Regions from separate parts of the Pan troglodytes genome. Here region 1 is linked to region 2. The links are chromatin contacts, called in public HiChIP or PLAC-seq maps. All regions are on one chromosome and are shown on one strand. The core of a region is the stretch at or near the end of the contact, and the rest is flanking DNA. Distances in the headings are between cores, read along the strand shown. Region 1 holds the start of DBNDD2 (dysbindin domain containing 2). Region 2 holds the start of SYS1 (SYS1 golgi trafficking protein).

What was found. HiChIP or PLAC-seq counts read pairs in DNA pulled down with a chosen protein or histone mark.
Region 1: an H3K4me3 HiChIP or PLAC-seq map of stem cell-derived excitatory neurons shows a contact between it and region 2, with 2.1 times the contacts expected there. The contact joins the promoter of DBNDD2 here to the promoter of SYS1 in region 2.

The regions. Positions count from the first base shown.
Region 1 is chr21:51,659,355-51,663,205 of NHGRI_mPanTro3-v2.0_pri, reverse strand. It overlaps DBNDD2 (dysbindin domain containing 2), which reads right to left and starts at 1,334. Exons shown (of 4, transcript XM_024352109.3): 1 at 983-1,334.
Region 2 is chr21:51,615,777-51,619,296 of NHGRI_mPanTro3-v2.0_pri, reverse strand. It overlaps SYS1 (SYS1 golgi trafficking protein), which reads right to left and starts at 1,914. Exons shown (of 4, transcript NM_001246408.1): 1 at 1,633-1,914; 2 at 1,255-1,419. The coding sequence starts at 1,416.

The sequences.
Region 1 (3,851 bases), core at 85-2,584, 44 kb before region 2:
CGCGACCTATAGGTACTGGAAAGGGGGTGAAGAGATTTGGGGGCAGGAGGCTGCCAGGGGCCGGGCAGGAGCCAGCGAAATGGAGAACTCCCTCTCGGTCTCAGCCCCACCCGCACTGGAGCCAGCAAGAGGGAAAAAATTCCCTAAAAAGGGACACGAGGCGTCGGCGGAGGACGGGGGGAGGGCGCTCCCCCAAGGCCGTTCCCCTCGTGCTCCGGTCCCCTCCGCGGTCCACCGCGGCACCTGCGCCCACCGCCGCCGGAGCCCCTACCTGCAGCGCTGGCGCCCCCTCTGACTCAGTCCGTCCGCTCCAGCGAGGCCGCGGCGGGGGCGTGGGAGCGAGCCGCGTCGGCCGGGGTGGGGCTGCGCCTCCAGGGCTCCCGGGGGACCGACGGGCCCTGGGAGCCGGGAACGAGGAAGAGGCGGGAGGCGGAAGTGGGGGAGGGGCGGTGGCGGGCTCACTCGCTCGCAGCTCGCCCGGCGGTCGGAGGCAGCCCCTGCGAGCGCGGCTACTGGTACTTCCAAGGCGGTCAAAAAGTTACCCGCACCCATCCTTCCTCCCTCCGCCCAGCCGGGCTCCTCTGCACCACCCTCGCCACCGACGCCGGTGCGCTAGTCTCCGCTCGCTCGGATGCACTTGCTGCGCCCCCGCCCCGCGCAGACCCGCGGCGGGCGCCCGCGCCGGCTCTGCCCACGCACACTTGATGCTCTGCGCCTTTTGGGCAGCGCCCACGCAACGACTACGCACCCGAACCCTGCCTCCGGCACCCTTGGCCACACTTGCCACACTTACACGCGCGCACTTCTCCAGAGGACGCACGATGGGAAAGAGAGAGTTGGGACCCGCAGGAGGGGGCAGGGCACTGACCCGGTGCCGCCCAGCAGGGCAGGTGCAAGGCGGCGGAGGACCCCTGCCCTGGGACTCGCCCGGCTGCCCCTGATTCCTGGCTCTGGGACTAGACAGAGCCGCCGCCCAACCTACCAAGCACACTGGGCGGGGTGGGCGCCGGGCCGGCCGGGCGGGTCAGAGCTGGAAGGGTGGGCCGCTACGCCGCGCCCCCCGACGCCGGCAAGGAGCCAGCACCTCCACGGTGCTAAGAGGGGCGCTGCGCTGCTGGCCAGGCGGGGGTGGAGGGGCGAGGCGGCAACTGCGAGAGGAGAAACGTTTGCCCTCTTTTCGCAGCGTCTCCTGGCTCAGACCAGTGCTAGAAGTGTCCAGTCTAGCAGCTCCTGGACCAAGACTCCGTGGCCATTCCCTTCCTCCTGCCTTCCATCCACCCCCTTACGGTCAGAGCTCCGAAGGCAGCGTGGTGACGGGTGCGGGGAGGGGAGTGGGGGGATCTCTCTGAGATACTTCTGCCTTGGGGTCACTGGATCATTCATTCGACAAACATCCGCGAGCAAGTCAGGAACTAGGAGTCATCCTTGCCACCTCCCTCTCCCTCGCTGCCCATATTAAAATACACCTCCATTTCCTGTCGATTCTCTTTCCTAAATATCTTTCCAGTCCACCATTCCTTCCGTTTGCCCCACCACCTCCCGCCTGGGCTCCTAATGCAGTAACCTTCTATCTGGTTTTCTTGTACTCATTCTGGCCCGGCTACACTCCATTCCCTGCATTACAAGTCAGCTGTCATTTCAGAACACAAGTCTGGTGTGCCCCCCTCGACCCCCCCGCCACGCGGCGTTGCCTAAATTTCTCCACTATTAGAATAAAATCTGGACGCTGATATCTGAGCTAAGTCTTGAAGACATGAGTTCAACAAGCAGAAAAGAGGGAGAAGGGCATGTGCAGTGGGAGGGAAGTGTGAACAAATCATTGACACATTCAGGTTTCCCTGTCAGGGGACCAGCACTCTGTACACTAAAGCACTGCCTCTTAACATTATTGGGATCTCAAAACAACCCTGTGAGATAAATACAGCATGCAACTTTCCCACTAGTTTACAAGCATGGAAACTAGTTTGTGGGAGGCAACAAATGCAATGGTTAAGAGCACAGGCAATGCAGTCAGACCCTCTTGGGTTGTAAACCTATTGATTCCTCTAGCCAGCTGGGTAAACACTTCTCTGATCCTTGATCTCTTACCTACTAAAGAGGAATAATTAATCCCTCCCTCTTATAAGATAATTTATATAAAATGGTTAGTTACAGGACTTGGGCACTTTGGAAATGCTCAGTAATCGTTAGCTGTTTTGATGGTAATGGGTTCTGAGAAAGGGAGGGAACTGCTCTCTTCCACAAATTTCTGAAATTATAGGAAGTAAGCCCTAATTGTTAACACTTCCACAGAGCTTATTATGTGCCAGTCACTATTATAAGTGCTTTACAAAAATTAATCCTTTTAATCCTCTTGCTGTTTCCACTTTACAGATACAGAAGTTGAGATACAGAGAGGTGAAGGAACTTGTCCCAGGCCCTACAGCTAGTAAGTGATGGACCTGGAATTTAAGCCCAGGTAGACTGCCTCCAGAGACTGTGCTTACAACCCTTTTATCCTGTGCCTGTTCCCCTTTTATCCTGTTGTAGTTTTCATCTTCTAAGAACTATTTCATTGGGTTGGTTTGATTCTTATTTCTCATTAATGGATAGAGTAGATACTTCATCTAATTTTCTAGCACAGAAAATGAGGGCCAAGTCAGGAGTACAGTGGATAAGAGCTTAGCTCACTCCCAGTCATGTCCCCATTTTCAGAGATGTATCCCTTTTTTTTTTTGACAGAGTCTTGCTCTGTTGCCCAGGCTGGAGTGCAGTGGCACGATCTCAGCTCACTGCAACCTCCACCTCCTGGATTCAAGCAATTCTCCCACCTCAGCCTCCTGAGTAGCTGGAATTACAGGTGCACTCCACTATGCCTGGCTAATTTTTCTATTTTTGGTAGAGGGGGGTTTTTGCCCTGTTGGCCAGGCTGGTCTTGAACTCCTGGCCTCAAGTGATCTGCCCACCTCAGCCTCCCAAAGTGCTGGGATTATAGGCGTGAGCCACTGCGCCTGGCCCAGATGTATCCTTCAGAACACGACTCCATGGATTATTTTGAGCCCAAGATGAAGAAAGATCAGGAACCTCTGTCCCTTCTCTTTGTCAGATATTTGCCATAAAGAAGGAATGGAGAGGGGGAAACATCTAACCTGAAAATATTTCAGGGGGCTAAGCTGGAAGGGTGTCACCCAAAAGAAAGACCCAAGCAGCAGGCCAGGAGTAGGTGGCCAAAACGTTGAATAGCACCGTGAAAAGGTAGACGGCTTGAGACTCCGGCTTCCATCTAGGATGCAGAAACCTGGGAAGAGCATCATTATCAAACTAATAACAGTTTTTAAAAATTGTTGGGTAATTTACAAAATCACAACTTTTGTCAAACTTATCAGAGACCTAAGGTTGCAGAGCAACCAATTAACCAGCATTCCAAAGAAGGACAGGAGCCTCCAGGAAGTGACGGGATGCAGGCACTCACTCAGTTGTGTAGCAAGAGAAAGACAAGCTCTCCTTACAAGTAGGTTAGAAGAGTTCAGCTAATGTTTATGTTTTTATTTTTCAGAGACAAGGTCTCACACTGTCCAGAGGCTGAAGCACAGTAGTGCAGTCATGACTCACTAAGCTCAAGGTATCCTCCCACTTCAGTCTCCCAAGTATCTAGGACTACAAATGCACATCACCACACATGGCTAATTTTATTTTATTATTATTATTTTTTTTTGTTAGAGATAGGGTCTTGCTATGTTGTCTAAGCTGGTCTCAAACTCCTGGCCTCAAGTGATCCTCCTGCTCCAGCCTCTCAAAGTGCTGGGATTATGGGTGTAAGCCAACATGCCAGGCCAAAATTTTTATGGAATTACTAAAGACCCAATATAGCT
Region 2 (3,520 bases), core at 665-3,164:
GAAACACAGCCACACGTATTCACTTATATATTTGTCTATAGCAGCCTTCTGTGCTACAATGGCAGAGCTGAATAATTGTGACCTAAAATCCTTACTACTTCACCCTTAAAGGAAAGGTTTGCTGATCCCTAGGCTAGAACTCAGGTTGTGTGCATCATATGGCTCTTCAACAAAGCCTGGCATTCCCACAGCTCTTCCCAGGAGGATAGAGTCTCCTACGAGACTACAACTAGGCATATGGTGGGTGTGCAACCTCCACTATCCAACACAATACTATCAAATGCCAAACATCTGCACCACACTTTCAGCTGACAAAGAAAGGTCTTTGACATACATAATCTCATATTATCCCTAAAAAAACCTCACAAAGCCATTCTTCTTCTTTTAATTCTTCTCACTTTTTGGATAATAACTTGCCCAAGGGCTAACACAGAGAACAAGCAGCAGGAGCAAGGACTCCATCCTAGGTCTCCTGGCTTTAAGAACTGTGCTCATCACCACGCCACAGCTGCCTCTTAGATGTAACAACTTATAGGCCTCCTTTACACTTTACAAAGTACCTTCTTATTCCTAAACCCCTCTGGGCCTTGTAACATTTTGTTGAGGGCAACATGGTAGGAGCATCCAGCCCACTTTTCAGAAAAGGCTCAGAAAGGGGAAGCAACTTGCCCAAGGTCCCACAGCTAGTTTTATATGTTTAGGCCTAGACTGAACCCTTGCTTTTCTGAACCCAAAGCACATGCTCTTTATATTGCAGTCCACGACCTCTCTGCAACTAGTCTCATGGTTTTGAAGACAGGAAAACAAGTTCACAGAGGTGACATTTGCCCCAGGTCACACAGCTAGTAAGTGGATCTTAAACGGACGCCTGTCTGACCCCAAAGTCCAGGCAGTTTCCACTGTACCCGCATGAATGCTCTTTTATCCACCCCTCTCTCCGATGTGGCACCTGACAACCTAGCTCAGAGAAATCAAGTCACTTTCCCAGAGTATCAGAAAGGAAATGTATCAGAGTTGCCTGGAACACAGACGTGTTTATTGTATTAACATCCAGGCCCTTTTCTTTGTACTAATCAGCCTCTGCTGTCATTCCATTTTATGGATGAGGCAGCTGAGGCTCAGAAAGGTGAAATCCCTTTCCCAGGGCTACAAAGAAAGAAGGTGACCCAGCCACGTCTACACCACAGTAGTGATGGACCACAAAGCCTACTCGGGGAGGCCGAGACCCCACCCGCCCCAGTCCGGGGACCCTACCTCGGCGTCGAACATCTGGTCCAGCGAGGGGCTGCTTCGCACTAGCCCGTCCACCAGCGCCAGCCACAGGCCCAGCGAGCCGTAATACACGGTCTGCATGAGGACGATCTGCGACAGGATCAGCACCGGGTCCCACACGTAGCTGCGGAACTGACCCGCCATGCCCTGCAGGGACACGAGCCGGGCCTCAGCCAGCGGCCCGTCTCCATGGCAACGTCGCCCCGCCCGGGAGGAGGGACTGGAACCAAGGGGTGAGCCCATTCCAAGAGTCAGGGGGAAGGCGGGGCGGACAGACCCATTCTCAGAGTGAGGGGAAATCCAGCCCATTCCGCCTGCGCGGCCCCCGCCCGTACACGAGCTCCTCTGGGGTCTACTCACCAGTGACAGACTCGACGATCGAAGTGTCTGAGCGTGGCCCGGCCTCACTGGCGGGCTCCCAAAACAGCGCTGACAGACAGGACCATGGAGGAGAGGCGCTGCCGGCCTAGAGAGGCAAAGCTCCAGCGACCACAGCGGCAGGAGCGGCTGCGTAGGAAAGAAACGTTTCCGGGGAAAGCAGCGGAGGGGCGGGGCTGAGGTTGCGCAGGCGTAGTGGGTGCAACCTCTGCCTGAACCTCCTGAACCAGGTACAAGCAGCCGGAGAGCGAACTGAGCACATGCGCAGAAGGAAGAGTGAAGGCAAACGGAAGAGAGGAACGAAGGCCGCAGAGCTTGCGCGCCCTCTAGAGGGGAATTCTTTTTTTAAAGGAAGGCGGCTAGGGGAGAGGGAAGTGGGGTGGCTTAGGACGCGGTAATGATGTTTGGGAATTAACGAGGTGATAAACTGTGTCGTTATTTTCAGCCTAAATTCTCAATGTTTTCTCCTAGTTAGAGTCTGATAACTTGAAGTGGACCTGCAAGCTCCTCCACGTAGGAGTTTGCCAATGTTCCCGCTGTACAGATAGTTAAGCTAAGGGCCAGAGAAGGAAAGCAACATACTGTTTCAACGACACAGTTAGTAGCAAAGTAAGGATTAAAATTCAAGTGTTGGTCGGGCGCGGTGGCTCACGCCTGTAATCCCAGCACTTGGGGAGGCTGAGGTGGGCGGATTACCTGAGGTCGGTGTTTCGAGACCAGCCTGACCAACATGGAGAAACCCCGTCTCTGCTAAAAATACAAAATTAGCGGGGCGTGGTGGCGCACGCCTGTAGTCCTAGCTACTCGGGAGGCTGAGGCAGGAGAATTGCTTGAACCCGGGAGGCAGAGGTTGCGGTGAGCCGAGATCACGCCATTGCACTCCAGCCTGGGCAACAAGAGCAAAACTCCGTCTCTAAATAAATAAATAAATAAATAAAATTCAAGTGTTTCCTCAACACTACAACATTGATTTCGCACCTACTGGGTGGCAGGAAGGCTAGAACATGTATATATAAGACAGCCCCTGCCCTGAGACACAGATGAACTATATTAGAAGGCAGAGTAGTGGGTGTTTTAAAATGTGGGTGTCCAGTGGAAAAAGGCACAGGTTCTGAAGTCGCACATAGGAGTAAATCCTGACCCTCTCTGCTGCCATGACTGTTTTATCTATCTTCCAAATCCGAATAGTGGACAGTCAGTAGATATTTGCTGAATGAGTTAAGAACAGAAAAAGCAAGAGCAAATCGATAACTCACTTACTCCTACTCCAGCAGACGAAAACCCATCAACTTCATTGATCCTAGGTTCCCCCTCTCTGGAGTGGAAAGACGGGAAGTAAGTGGTTCCAGGAAAAGAATTTGGGTTTTAGGGCCAGCTATGCCACCCAGTGTGACCAGCAAGCCACTTCCTTCTTTAAACCTCAGCTTCCCTGTTTATGAAATGAGGAGTTGGACATGATTAACGTTTTCCACCATTTAATCTACCTTCCAGTAATTATTTTCTCATTAAAAAAAAACTTAGGCTGGGCACAGTGGCTCATGCCTGTAATCCCAGCACTTTGGGAGGCTGAGGCGGGCAGATCACAAGGTCAGGAGTTCGAGACCATCCTGGCTAACATGGTGAAACCCCATCTCTATTAAAAATACAGAAAATTAGCTGGGCGTGGTGGCAGGCGCATGTAGTCCCAGCTACTCGGGAGGCTGAGACAGGAGAATGGCGTGAACCTGGGAGGCGAAGCTTGCAGTGAGCCGAGATTGCGCCACTGCAGTCCAGCCTGGGCGACAGAGCGAGACTCCGTCTCAAAAAAAAAAAAACTTATCAAAGAGCCATGTAACTGCCAATCAGAATTTCTGAACAGCTTGTGATAGCC